3 separate regions of the Drosophila melanogaster genome follow, and regions 1 and 2 are each linked to region 3. Evidence: chromatin contacts called from public Hi-C and HiChIP or PLAC-seq data. All regions are on one chromosome and are shown on one strand. Each heading gives the region's core, a stretch centred on a gene start, on an enhancer-like site or on the middle of the called end of the contact. The rest is flanking DNA. Distances are from core to core; before and after follow the strand shown. Region 1 holds the start of CG43367. Region 2 holds the start of Cyt-c1 (Cytochrome c1). Region 3 holds the start of Dhc64C (Dynein heavy chain 64C).

The links. Hi-C and Micro-C count contacts between places; a contact is called where the count stands out from the background. HiChIP or PLAC-seq counts read pairs in DNA pulled down with a chosen protein or histone mark.
Region 1: a contact with region 3 is called in a Hi-C map of the Kc167 cell line, with 2.7 times the contacts expected there. The contact joins the promoter of CG43367 here to the promoter of Dhc64C in region 3. A contact is called at or near these places in 15 of 107 Hi-C or Micro-C datasets (the D17-c3 cell line, the Kc167 cell line, the ML-DmBG3-c2 cell line and 5 more) and 1 of 6 datasets of contacts at active chromatin or transcription factors (the Kc167 cell line).
Region 2: a POLR2A S2P HiChIP or PLAC-seq map of the Kc167 cell line shows a contact between it and region 3, with 2.7 times the contacts expected there. The contact joins the promoter of Cyt-c1 here to the promoter of Dhc64C in region 3. A contact is called at or near these places in 12 of 107 Hi-C or Micro-C datasets (the D17-c3 cell line, the Kc167 cell line, the ML-DmBG3-c2 cell line and 7 more) and 1 of 6 datasets of contacts at active chromatin or transcription factors (the Kc167 cell line).

Annotation. Positions count from the first base shown.
Region 1 is chr3L:4,191,641-4,195,532 of dm6, forward strand. It overlaps CG43367, which reads left to right and starts at 2,353. Exons shown (of 25, transcript NM_139612.3): 1 at 2,353-2,695; 2 at 2,918-3,274; 3 at 3,338-3,524; 4 at 3,659-3,747. The coding sequence starts at 2,645. It overlaps CG18675, which reads left to right. Exons shown (of 4, transcript NM_144077.3): 4 at 552-1,328. The coding sequence ends at 665. It overlaps tipE (temperature-induced paralytic E), which reads left to right. Exons shown (of 3, transcript NM_168067.2): 2 at 1-246; 3 at 552-2,148. The coding sequence ends at 615.
Region 2 is chr3L:5,358,598-5,362,431 of dm6, forward strand. Cyt-c1 (Cytochrome c1) reads left to right here and starts at 1,614. Exons shown (of 6, transcript NM_139701.2): 1 at 1,614-1,814; 2 at 2,095-2,142; 3 at 2,280-2,428; 4 at 2,896-3,028; 5 at 3,098-3,391; 6 at 3,506-3,834. The coding sequence starts at 1,743. The coding sequence ends at 3,733. It overlaps Klp64D (Kinesin-like protein at 64D), which reads right to left and starts at 795. Exons shown (of 1, transcript NM_079210.3): 1 at 1-795. The coding sequence starts at 657.
Region 3 is chr3L:4,824,288-4,828,051 of dm6, forward strand. Dhc64C (Dynein heavy chain 64C) reads right to left here and starts at 1,400. Exons shown (of 15, transcript NM_001274503.1): 1 at 1,041-1,400. The coding sequence starts at 1,284. It overlaps LeuRS-m (Leucyl-tRNA synthetase, mitochondrial), which reads left to right and starts at 1,566. Exons shown (of 4, transcript NM_139675.3): 1 at 1,566-1,755; 2 at 1,808-3,599; 3 at 3,658-3,764. The coding sequence starts at 1,666.

The DNA.
Region 1 (3,892 bases), core at 1,103-3,602, 630 kb before region 3:
CACCAACGACAGTTGTCTGGAGGGTGTCCTGCCCAACGGCGGTCCCGGCATGACCGCCTCCATATCGCAGGGTGGCTCCGTCACCACGCCGGGTCCGTACATCGCGCAGAGTCCGGCGGGCTCGCAGATGACGCCCAACTCGGAGATCAACTCGTTCGGTCACCAGCTGAAAGTCCAGATGGCCGACGAGCTATCGAGGGATTCGCTGGAGAACGGAGCTATCTCCACGTCCAACTCAGTGCAAGGGTAAGACAGGATATACATGGGGTAATCATTGAAAGGAATGGAGTGGGGTTGAATAATATATGAGGTCATATGAATCATTGCATACATTGGGTCAGACTTACGGAAGGGGTTCTGTAAAAGTATTTGACAATAGGCGTTTGCTTAGAAAAGAAATATTACGTATACGTAAAAAGTTCTTTTGTGTTATTTTGTGGCATACATTTATGCGCAAAATGGCCAAATCATAAATCCTGTGAAATAACTTTTATTTGGATTTAACCATGACGTTAACTTTAAAACTCAAATGTATCTTTATTTTTTTGCAGAAACTTGAGCAAGACGATGACGACGAGTATCTCAACTCCTCCTGGGCCGACAGCGGCAGTCTGAAACGTCAGGCGCATGGTCTGGAAAATGTTAGATTCCGATTCAGAAAATGAGCCGCTACTGGACTCGTAGACCGCCGAGCGGTCAGCCACGGACCACGGAGCAGGCGGAGATCACCGGAGCGGAGACCCAACCCGAAAAAGAACTCATGAGGCAACCGTAAAGCGCGATACACCCCAAGTATTTCTACCCGAAACAATCGACAACAACGCAGCGAATGCGACCGAACCTGAATACCTTCAGAGCTGTTAGCGGCACCTAATGAACTATGATAGATTATATTTACCTTATGAACTAGCTACTCGGATTCACACCTACACTCACACAAACACTCACCCACATTAAGCACGCTAGATAGCCGGAGTAACTCCGGACTGCCACACCCACTCAAAATTGCAATGCACGGGCATTATAGTATGTGCACAGTATCTGATATCTGGAGGATCTTAGGCGATTGGTACAAATACAATAAAAACATAGGCCGCATGGACTCGAGCATGGAGTGCTATTCATATACCTAGAGGAAAAACTATAATACTTATACACGCATATACAAATATTTACTTGAATTATTTTTCTATTCGCAACAATCGTCGTCGTCTCGAGGCAGAAACACAGATAAACTCCACCAACTCCACTACCCCACTACCCATTGCCCAACATCCACAATCCAAAACCCAAATTCCAAATAGAGCAAATAAAAGCAAAAGAAAAACAAGGCGCGCAACTTATTTACAAATCGATAAATCGAGGCGCTGAGGTTTTTTAAATATTGTAATGCCCATTCAAGTGCTGCAAACCGTAATGCGTAAAAACCGAAAAACAGAAATTAAATTTAACAACAAACGAAAGCATCGTGTATTTCATTTAAACGTAATGATAAACGAAAGCAAGTCGAATGCCTATATTTGAAGTAAATTAAATTAAATTAAATTAACATTAACTTAAATTAACGTAAATTAACTAACATTGTTATCCTTCAAATTAATGCGGATAAAAACTCACAGCTTTAACTAACTGAAACGGAGGCATAAGATTTTTCTTCTACATATTTATTTTATTAAGATTATTAACGGATAGTGAATATTTATAGGTCCTACAAATGGTTCAAGCTATTCAATTAAAAACTTACAAATAAAATATTGCATTAAATCTTAATAATTTAGGTCTGAAATTAAATATAAACTAACGTTTCCTTTTTATATTACAAACAAAACCGAAAACCAAACCAAGTCACTTCTAAACGAAATTGCGTATAGAATGCGTATAGAAGCATCCGCATCTGCATCAGCATCCGCATCCGCATCAATAAACTGCACTTTTGCGCATATTGTATCAATGATAGGCGGCAATGAACTACACAGAAATCGTTTGTTTTTAACGACAGTTGGAAATAGTTAACGAGGGTCAAGCAATGGCAACAGAAGCGCAACTATTAGCTAATATCATGTAAAACAGACAAACAAATAACAAAATGCTACTAGAATTGAAACCAAATACATGAAAATCTCGAAATAAATACGCATTTAGCAGCCTAAGTTGTCATGCTGTTTTATTTTGGTGTTATGGATGAATTTTTGCAGCTATACAAAATAAATAACAAAGATCTTCAATTTCATTAATGATATTTGAGATCAAAATTTGGCGCCAACATTTTTGGTTACCCGCGCATTTTACAACACTGCCAAACAATGGTGAATGACAGGAAGAAGAAGCAATCAGCTGTTGCCGTTTTCACCTGTGCCTCTAGCTGTGTGAAAATTTGGCCAAAAAGTTCTTGTAAATGTGCTGAAATCTGAATCACGGCTTGCAACCTCTGTAGAGGCTATCACTCTGACTATATAGACGTTCGCTCCCAAGGAGGAGCTCGGAAAACAACGCCGAAATAGAGCAAAACCTGGGCTGTGGACAAAACAACCTACATCGTCGGCAACATTTTTTTTTGTAAACAAATAATTCGCCTTGGGGAAAAACTCGGCTAGCAATTAACAAATGCCGTTCAGTTGAGAAAATTGCTGGAAAAAACGCGACGATGGACAATAAGAAGGATATATACAATCTGTGGGTGCAGTACACGACAAAGGTAAGGTTCCAATTAGAGAAAATCGAGTGATAAGAAGTCGGATTTTGGGTGGAGGAGTGGCGGGGGGTGCTGCTCCAATTGCGGGGGAGGCCGCAAATGTTTATAGCATTAGTCACTGAAAGGCAAACAGCACTTCAAGTAATGTAAACAGTGTAATGATTATATAATCCCGGAGAGGCTCAAACTAAATCCTTCCCTCTCCCTCGCTCTTTTCGTTTTAAGAATGATGAAACCCACTTCCGGCAATTTGTGGCCCGCTTCGTGGCCATTTGGAGGAGCCAACTGCAGCTAGACTTTCAGGCGGAAAATTGCCCGATGTGGCACGAGGTTCAGCCGGATAGTGGTCCCCACTTGGGCCGCCTCCCGGATGAACTCCTGCCCGCCATCGGTAAATTCATCATTGTAGCCAGAGATGTTTGCGAAACGGAAGGGAAACTGGAGGAGCAGGCCATTGAAGAAGTAGCCATACTCGTGGATTGTCTGGTGATCGTGTGCCGGCACTTTGATAACATACTGTCCATCATCAAGTATGAATACAAGCCGAATTTGATCGCCATACTCTCCAGGGTGTTCAAACAAGTATGCAAATATCTTATACATATTGCTGGGTTTTACCACAATTAACTTATCAATGAATTCCAGCAAATGGAGCTGCCGCAGAGCGTGCCCGCAATAAGCCACCTGTTTAGCAGTTTCTCGGCATTCCTGGAAGTCATGTATGATCCATATCTGACGTGGCGCAGCTTCGTGCGAGGCCAGTCAGCTGACTACAGTCGTCTTTCATATAAACCCCACTCGGTTCATGTGGAAATTGTCCCCTTTATTTATGGTAAGATAAAAAGGATAAAGAGGCAGTGATGGAGTGTAACTAACTACTGATGAGTCTGATCCCAGTTTAAGTTTAAGTGACCCATCACTGCCCCATAACAGTTTGGCCCACTAACATTTCGCTTTGCCTTGCAGATTGCTTTCAGGAGGAGAAGCTCATCCGATATGCGGAAATTGGCGAAAGCCTGCTAAACATCCTGGGCGCTGTGATTTGCGGCTCACAGGTAGCGCCAGAAAGCGTCTCCAGTCCCTTCCTGTGTAGTCCTTTCTCTCTTAAAAACCGTTTAATTATTAACCTCACTTCCTGACAGCTTACCTTTCTGCTCACTGCTTTCGCTATTAATGTACGTTAGAGCTCTATCATTTTGT
Region 2 (3,834 bases), core at 364-2,863, 530 kb after region 3:
TTTGGTGGCTCCCACGGCACGATTTTTGTTACCCAAACGCATGATGTTCTCCAGATCATCGGCGTTGTGCACCACATAGCCACTGAGATCCTTAACAAAGACACCGATGTCCGGTCGCTCCTTGACCTCCAGGCTCTTGCCCACATCCTTGCCCAGTAGATCCCGCACCTCTTCGTTATAGATCTCCATGTAGCTGACGCGCACCAGGAACTTCTGATTCTCCTTGGCCTTAGCAATGTGACCAAAGATGTGCGCAAATGCATTCGGAATGATGCCCTTTGTTTGCGGCGAATCCGGATTCCCCGACATGGTATACGTCTTGCCGGTGCCCGTTTGTCCGTAGGCCAAGATGGTGCCATTATAGCCCTCCAGCACCTTGTCCACAATCGGACGAGCGGTGTCCACATAGAGATCCATTTGATTGGAGCCACCATCGAATACATTGTCGAAGTAGTACGTTTTCGGCGGTTCATTGGCGGTGGCATTCGGTTTCATCACCGTAATGGCCCGGTTGATCTTATCCACCGAAATCGCACTTAGCGCTCCCGCGGACAACTCATTTTTGTCCATGGGTCGCGTTCGCACCACCACACGCACATTCTCGATTTCGTCATCGAGTTGGGCCGTTGTTCCCGCATTTGCCTCCTCCTGCGGCATGGCGATCTACGTCCTGGCTTTATTCCTCGTCTAGTGAAAGCTATTAACCACTATTTGCGCTGACCGCACTTAGTGGAAATCAATAAAGGGGGTTTTTTCTCGCATTTGTTTATGCGTTGCTAGGTTTTTTTTGTTGGCGAATCATTAACGGGTGGTCAGCTGTTATCGATAAGTGTGCGAAAAACGGGCGAGAAGGATGCCAGACCAGCGGAAAAATCTATTCATCAGTGAGACAAAATAATTTTATATATTTTTTTTTAAATAATATATATATAAAAACAATTAGCAAAAATAAAAATAAAATTATAATATTGACCTGTGATATAAGCAATCGAAGGTTATTTTGTGAACTGCGATAATTGTACTTATTTTTACTTTTTGAAAATCCTTTTTCAAGGCTTTTAAGAATTTTATAGATATTTCGAAAAGAATTCAATAATAAAAATTAAAATCTTTTTTTGTGATAACAGCGCAGTGAAACATGAAAAATTACATAACAGCAACCAAAAATTTGGCTAAGGCTAAGGCAGCTGTTTTTAGAGCTGTTCTGTCAACTTATCTTATGAAATCATCAAGTGGTTTCTAAAAAATCAAAAAATCCAACTTAATGTCAACAAGTAGTTCCAATTAGATTATGAAGTATTTTGAATCAACAAGTTGGAAAACCGTAAATTCGAAGATATAATAAAGAACATGAAAGAAAAAAAAAACACTAAAAGCAATTAAGGTACACTGTGTAACAAATATTTATTAAAAAAGAAAAAAATAAAAAGTGATATTTTAAATGTATTATTTAAATTATACATACATTAATATCATATTATAAATAAATATCATACAGTAAATAAAAAAATAATAATAAAATAAAATTAAAATATCTGTTTAAAAATACCAAAATATCGCCCCCGCCGATTCCGATTCGCTGGCAAACGAGCGAGTTGCCCACCACCACCTCCGCGAGAGAGCAGCGAAGAAGAGGAAGACGTTGTGGCAGTGGTACTGAAAGATTGATTCGATTGGCGATTGGCTGCCCGCAGAGTTTCCTTAAACGACCAGACGACGCAGAAATTAAAACTCCGGCCACCATGGCAGCGACATTGCGAAGATTCCATGGCTTGAGATTGCTGAAATCCGCGCCAGCACTCAGCCTGCAGCAGGTAAAGATCGTGAACGGCGGATGCAAGTTTTTCAACAGCCACCGCAGCACCTTGAAGGAGTCGTGTGTCCGATGGAGAAAAACATGAAATAATACCGTAAAACATAAAATACAAGGACCAATGGTGCACTCTAGGTGGCACAGTGAGTGGTATCCGCAATTCCAATGGGATTAAATGAACTCGGATACGAACCGAACAATCCAATTATGTAACTCCGTGCAAAAATTCTTACTCTCCTTGGCCGAACATCCAAACTAAATGACATCCGTTCTTTTTGCAGGCGAAGAACCTCTCCTCCGCCGGCAGCTGGGCCAGTGGCAACAAGAAGGTAAGTCAGCTAGTCAGGAATCTCACATATTCCCCCACTTCGCATTTCATAATACCCGATCGGACCTAACCTCAAAACGCGTTTGCTTCTCGGTGACTGTGTGCGGCTGTATGTGCGTGTGTGTGCATCACGAACAGCTGATCGGCGCCTTGGGAGCAATCACCGGCGGAGTGGGCGCCCTTATCTACGCCCTGGAGCAGTCCGTGCAGGCATCTGGCGGCGAGGTGCACTCCCCCGCGCAACTCTGGAACCACAAGGGCCTCTTCGACGCTTTGGACCACCAGAGGTAATCCAAAAAACGGCGGTTAAACTGATCAGTGGTCGGGAACTGGGCATTTCCATCTGTGGTGGAGCTAACTAAGTGCATTTCTAGTGAATTGGTTTAGATTGCTGTCAAATTTCAAAAAGAGTTCTTTAATGATTAGAGAGATTTTGTTTGAAGTATTTTATTTTATCTCAAACTCGCCAATACAAATATCATATTCAATTTAGAAAACGTAGCCAATTTTCCCGGCAAATCTTCTGTAATCTTTAAAAACTGATAACAACTATAGATTAACAACAATACTTTGCTCATAAAAGCTAATCAGAACAGCAACTAGCAGAACATAGAAGATTAATGGATTGTTAAATGGGGATTTTAGTTAAAATTAAAGATATTAAAGAATGTTTTGTAGTATCTGCATATAAGATGGCATTTGCCCACTGACCCTGCTATCCAGTTAGTAACATCATCTCAATTCCTACTTTCAGCGTTCGTCGCGGCTACGAGGTGTACAAGCAGGTGTGCTCCGCCTGCCACTCGATGCAATACATTGCCTACCGCAATCTGGTTGGTGTCACCCACACCGAAGCCGAGGCTAAGGCTGAAGCCGAGCAGATCACGGTGGGTATTCGAATTTTTAGATTTCTAGATCTAAATGTTTCCTAATTGATTTGAATGTCCCCGTTACAGGTCAAGGACGGTCCCGATGATACCGGCAACTACTACACTCGTCCTGGCAAGCTGTCGGACTACTTCCCATCGCCGTATCCCAACGAGGAGGCGGCCCGTGCTGCCAACAACGGTGCTTATCCTCCGGATCTGAGCTACATCGTGTCGGCCCGCAAGGGCGGAGAGGATTACATCTTCTCGCTGCTCACGGGCTACCATGATGCTCCTGCCGGAGTGGTGCTGCGCGAGGGTCAGTACTTCAACCCGTACTTCCCGGGCGGTGCCATTTCCATGGCGCAGGTTTTGTACAACGAGGTGGGTGGCTGATCAAATACTAGTTCTATATTTTCCTTCTCAGAAAGAAACTAATGATTTGAAAACGATATAAGAGAACACGATTGCAATCTTTAATGATTATCCCCTTTCCAGGTCATCGAGTACGAGGACGGCACACCGCCGACGCAGAGCCAGCTGGCCAAGGACGTGGCCACTTTCCTGAAGTGGACTTCCGAGCCGGAGCACGACGATCGCAAGCAGCTGCTGATCAAGGTGATTGGCATCCTTGGCTTCCTGACCGTCATCTCGTATTACATTAAGCGGCACAAGTGGTCGTCGCTCAAGTCGCGGAAGATTGTGTTCGTGCCCAAGGAGAAGTAGAATGTTTGAATTTGATTTTGATGGTGTGAAGAAATGCAGTGTTATCGCGGCTTTACCGACTAATAAAGATAAATCAATTTTAAGCAAAAACCAAAACCACA
Region 3 (3,764 bases), core at 150-2,649:
TGACTTATTCGTCCATTATTGAACTTTCAAAGGAAAACTAATTCCCGTTGATTACGTTTATCATGTCTGGCTCCACATTTACCCCTCACCCACTTTCAGTGGCATTCTACTGCCCACCTGGCATTGGACTCAATGGCACGGCATTGGCATGATTTCATTATCAAGGTGTTGACCTACGGAAATTAAGCGTCCAAGGAAAAACCTTCGAAATTCGTGCGCTCAAGGCTGGACCTTGGCGATGTCATTGCTCCCGCGCTGTTGGCCCCGTTGCCAATGTCAATGTGCCGATGGCATTGCCTTCGGCCAATGTCAATGTCGCTCCCAAAGCTATTGAAGCGGCGGAAGGTGTGCGCAGCCTCCAAGGTCGTTTCCGTAAACAAACTGGTTGCTTGGCAGGTACCAGCTGTTTCCCGGCGAATTGCTTGTAAACAAGCAAAGCCGGCAAGCGGCAAAACAGCTGTTAGCACTTATCGCCCTGCCGCGACTTTCGACTCATAGTTATCGAAGTGAATCATATGTGCTGACGTCATGCGCAGAAACCCGTTTTTATACCCTCTAATGCAGTACACTGATTTTACAATGCAGTTGGTATTTACTAACATGAATTATTGCTATCCTTCTGATTTTACGATTAATTCTGAATGCACTTTTTAGCAATATCGTAATATAAAAAATAATCCTATTTTTGTAATTGAATTTAAATTTTAAAAACTGTATGAATTTGTGATGCTTGAAAATTTTTCATACAAGTTGCTAGTGACATGGTAAGGTATTCCAGCTTCGACTTCCAAGCCAAAAAATATTTCTTATTGGAATTCAAACATCTGCCAAATTGATTTTTAAAAAACTGGTTGCGTATTCAGCTAGCAAACCCATAAATGACTCAATGTAACCATATGGAACTAATATTTTGAACTTATAACAAAAAGATTGCCTGAAAAGCTTGCCAACTTTCTTATCTTCGCCAAAAAGACGCCATTTTGTGCAGGTACCATTTTTTCACCCTAGATTTGCCAACGGGACAGGAATTCTTATTTTACCTTTAATGCAATTGCGTTGGACGTAAAGCGCCTGCACCTGGGGATCCGAGAGGAACTTCCGGATGGTGTCCTGGTTGACGGGATCGTCCAGAGCATCGTTCAGCGATGCGGGAACCACATCGTCCTCCGGCAGCAAAATGGTCACCGCCTTCCGAAGATAATTGGCAAATGCATCATAGTTCGCAATGGACAGGTTCACGATTGGATCCACCGATGTATCGGGGTTCTCCAAGGAGTCACCCATGTCCCACAAAGGTTTTCGGTATTAAATACTCCTCAAAAGGTGTACAATTTAATTTTTCACAATGCCTCGCCCTGTGAAAAATTACGTGAGTTTTTTTTTTCGCAAAATGTAAACGGCCCTGCCACTCAGTTGAAAATCGAAAGCAAAAAAGCCAGTGCTACCATAGTTGCGGCAGATATCAGAATACAGAACTGGGCGAAATGTTACCAGTCAGTCAGGAATGCTTCCCGCCAAAATTTCTTAGAGCAATTCCCATCCACGTGAGCGATGTGGCAACTCGATGCAGAGAAACAGCTGTTCGATTGTAGAGTGCAGTGGGTTCTTCCTATTTTGTTATTCAATAATTGTGAAATGTGCAATTCAATCAATTAAACCGGTATAATGCAAGCACTGAGAAGAACACGACCTTGGGGAGCTGTCTACTGGAATAGCTGGCGGCGCCTGCTAACCCAAAGCTGCACCCGGAATGATGTGGGTGCATAATATATCCGAGAAACGCAATAAGACCTTTGTTAAATTCCAGAATCCAGAGCTAACCAGTGATGTCAAGCACCGGATTGAGGCTCATTGGCGGGAGCAGCTCAGTGGAGGACAGTTCAATCCCAAGGACTCGCAGGACAAGTACTACGTGCTCTCCATGTTCCCGTATCCCTCCGGCAATCTTCACATGGGCCATGTGCGCGTCTATACCATAGCCGATTCGGTGGCTCGTTTCCAGCGAATGTGCGGCAAGAATGTGTTTCAGCCAATGGGTTGGGATTCCTTTGGGCTGCCCGCCGAGAACGCCGCCAATCAGCGTGGGGTGGAGCCCGCGTCCTGGACGGAGCAGAACATTGCCCAGATGAAGGAACAACTCAAGCGACTTGGTTGCTCCTTTGACTGGAACCATGAATTGTCCACCTGCAGTCCAAAATACTACAAGTGGACGCAGCATCTGTTCCTAATGCTCCATCGCCATGGATTGGCCTACCAGAACGAGGCTCTTGTTAACTGGGATCCCGTTGATAAGACCGTGCTCGCAGATGAGCAGGTGGACGCCAACGGCTGTTCCTGGCGGTCGGGCGCCAAGGTGGAAAAGAAGCTTTTGAGGCAGTGGTTTATCCGAACGAGTGCTTATGCCAAACAATTGCTAGACGGTTTGGAGGATCCCACGCTTCGCGACTGGAGGGATATTATTAACCTGCAGCGACACTGGATTGGAGAGTGTGATGGATACGCTTTCAACCTGCTCACCTCCGCCTCCGGACTTTTACGAGTGTGGACTACCCATCCGGAGCATTTAAAAGATCCCCATGCCTTTCTCGTGCTCCGCAGCAATCATCACTTGTCAAAGCTAAAGGGTGCGGACAGCCTAAGCGCAGCGAACCCGTTTGCGGGCACCACAATGCCTGTGGTCTTTAGCGACGAAGTGACATTTCCGCCAAAGAGCGATGTTTACCTGGCAGCCCCCAGCTTCCGTGGCGAAGACAAGGATTTGTGGGATTCATATGGACTGGCTTTTACTTCAAATGGCAAGGATGAGGAATCCCTAAGTCCAGCCAACTGGGAAATGTTAAGGAAAGAGGTGCTCCAGGCAGCCACACGCCTTAATGTTGGCGGCTATCGTGTATCCTCAAAGCTGAAGGATTGGTTGATATCACGACAGCGCTATTGGGGCACTCCCATTCCTATTGTACACTGTCAAAAGTGCGGAGCAGTGCCAGTGCCGGAGGAGCAGCTGCCAGTGTCTCTGCCTCCGAAGGATTCCCCGAAGGAAGCGTTTCTCTGTGATTGCCCAAAATGCGGTGAGAAGGATGCACGAAGGGAGACGGATACAATGGATACATTTGTGGACAGCTCTTGGTACTACTTGCGTTACTTGGACGCCCAAAATTCCGAACGCATTTTCGATACAGCGCTGACCAAGAAGTTTATGCCTGTGGATCTGTACATAGGAGGCAAGGAACATGCCGTGCTCCATCTTTACTACGCCCGCTTTATAAACCACTTCCTGCACAGTTGCGGGCTTTCGCCCACTAGCGAACCCTTTTCCCGGCTGCTAGTCCAGGGCATGGTGATGGGTCGCTCCTTCCGGGTGAAGGGCAGTGGACGTTATGTGCCCGAAACAGAAGTGGAGATTGTGAACGCCAAAAAGAACCAGGCGGTGCTAAAGGAAACCAAAGAGCCCGTGGTCATGACCTGGGAAAAGATGTCTAAGTCAAAGCTGAATGGGGTGGAGCCTAGCGACATGTTTAATGAGTATGGAACGGATACAACGAGACTGATCATATTGGCCGATGTGGCGCCCACATCCCACCGCAACTGGTCCAGTGCAAGTGAGTATTAAGTTGTATATGATATGATAGCCATTTGATATATCTGTGTATACGACAGCTTTTCCTGGCATCCTTAATTGGCAAAAGCGGCTTTGGCTGACCCTGCAGGACTTCCAACAGGCTCGCGAAGATCAAACTGCTTCGGATGTTGTACCCACCAGTGAA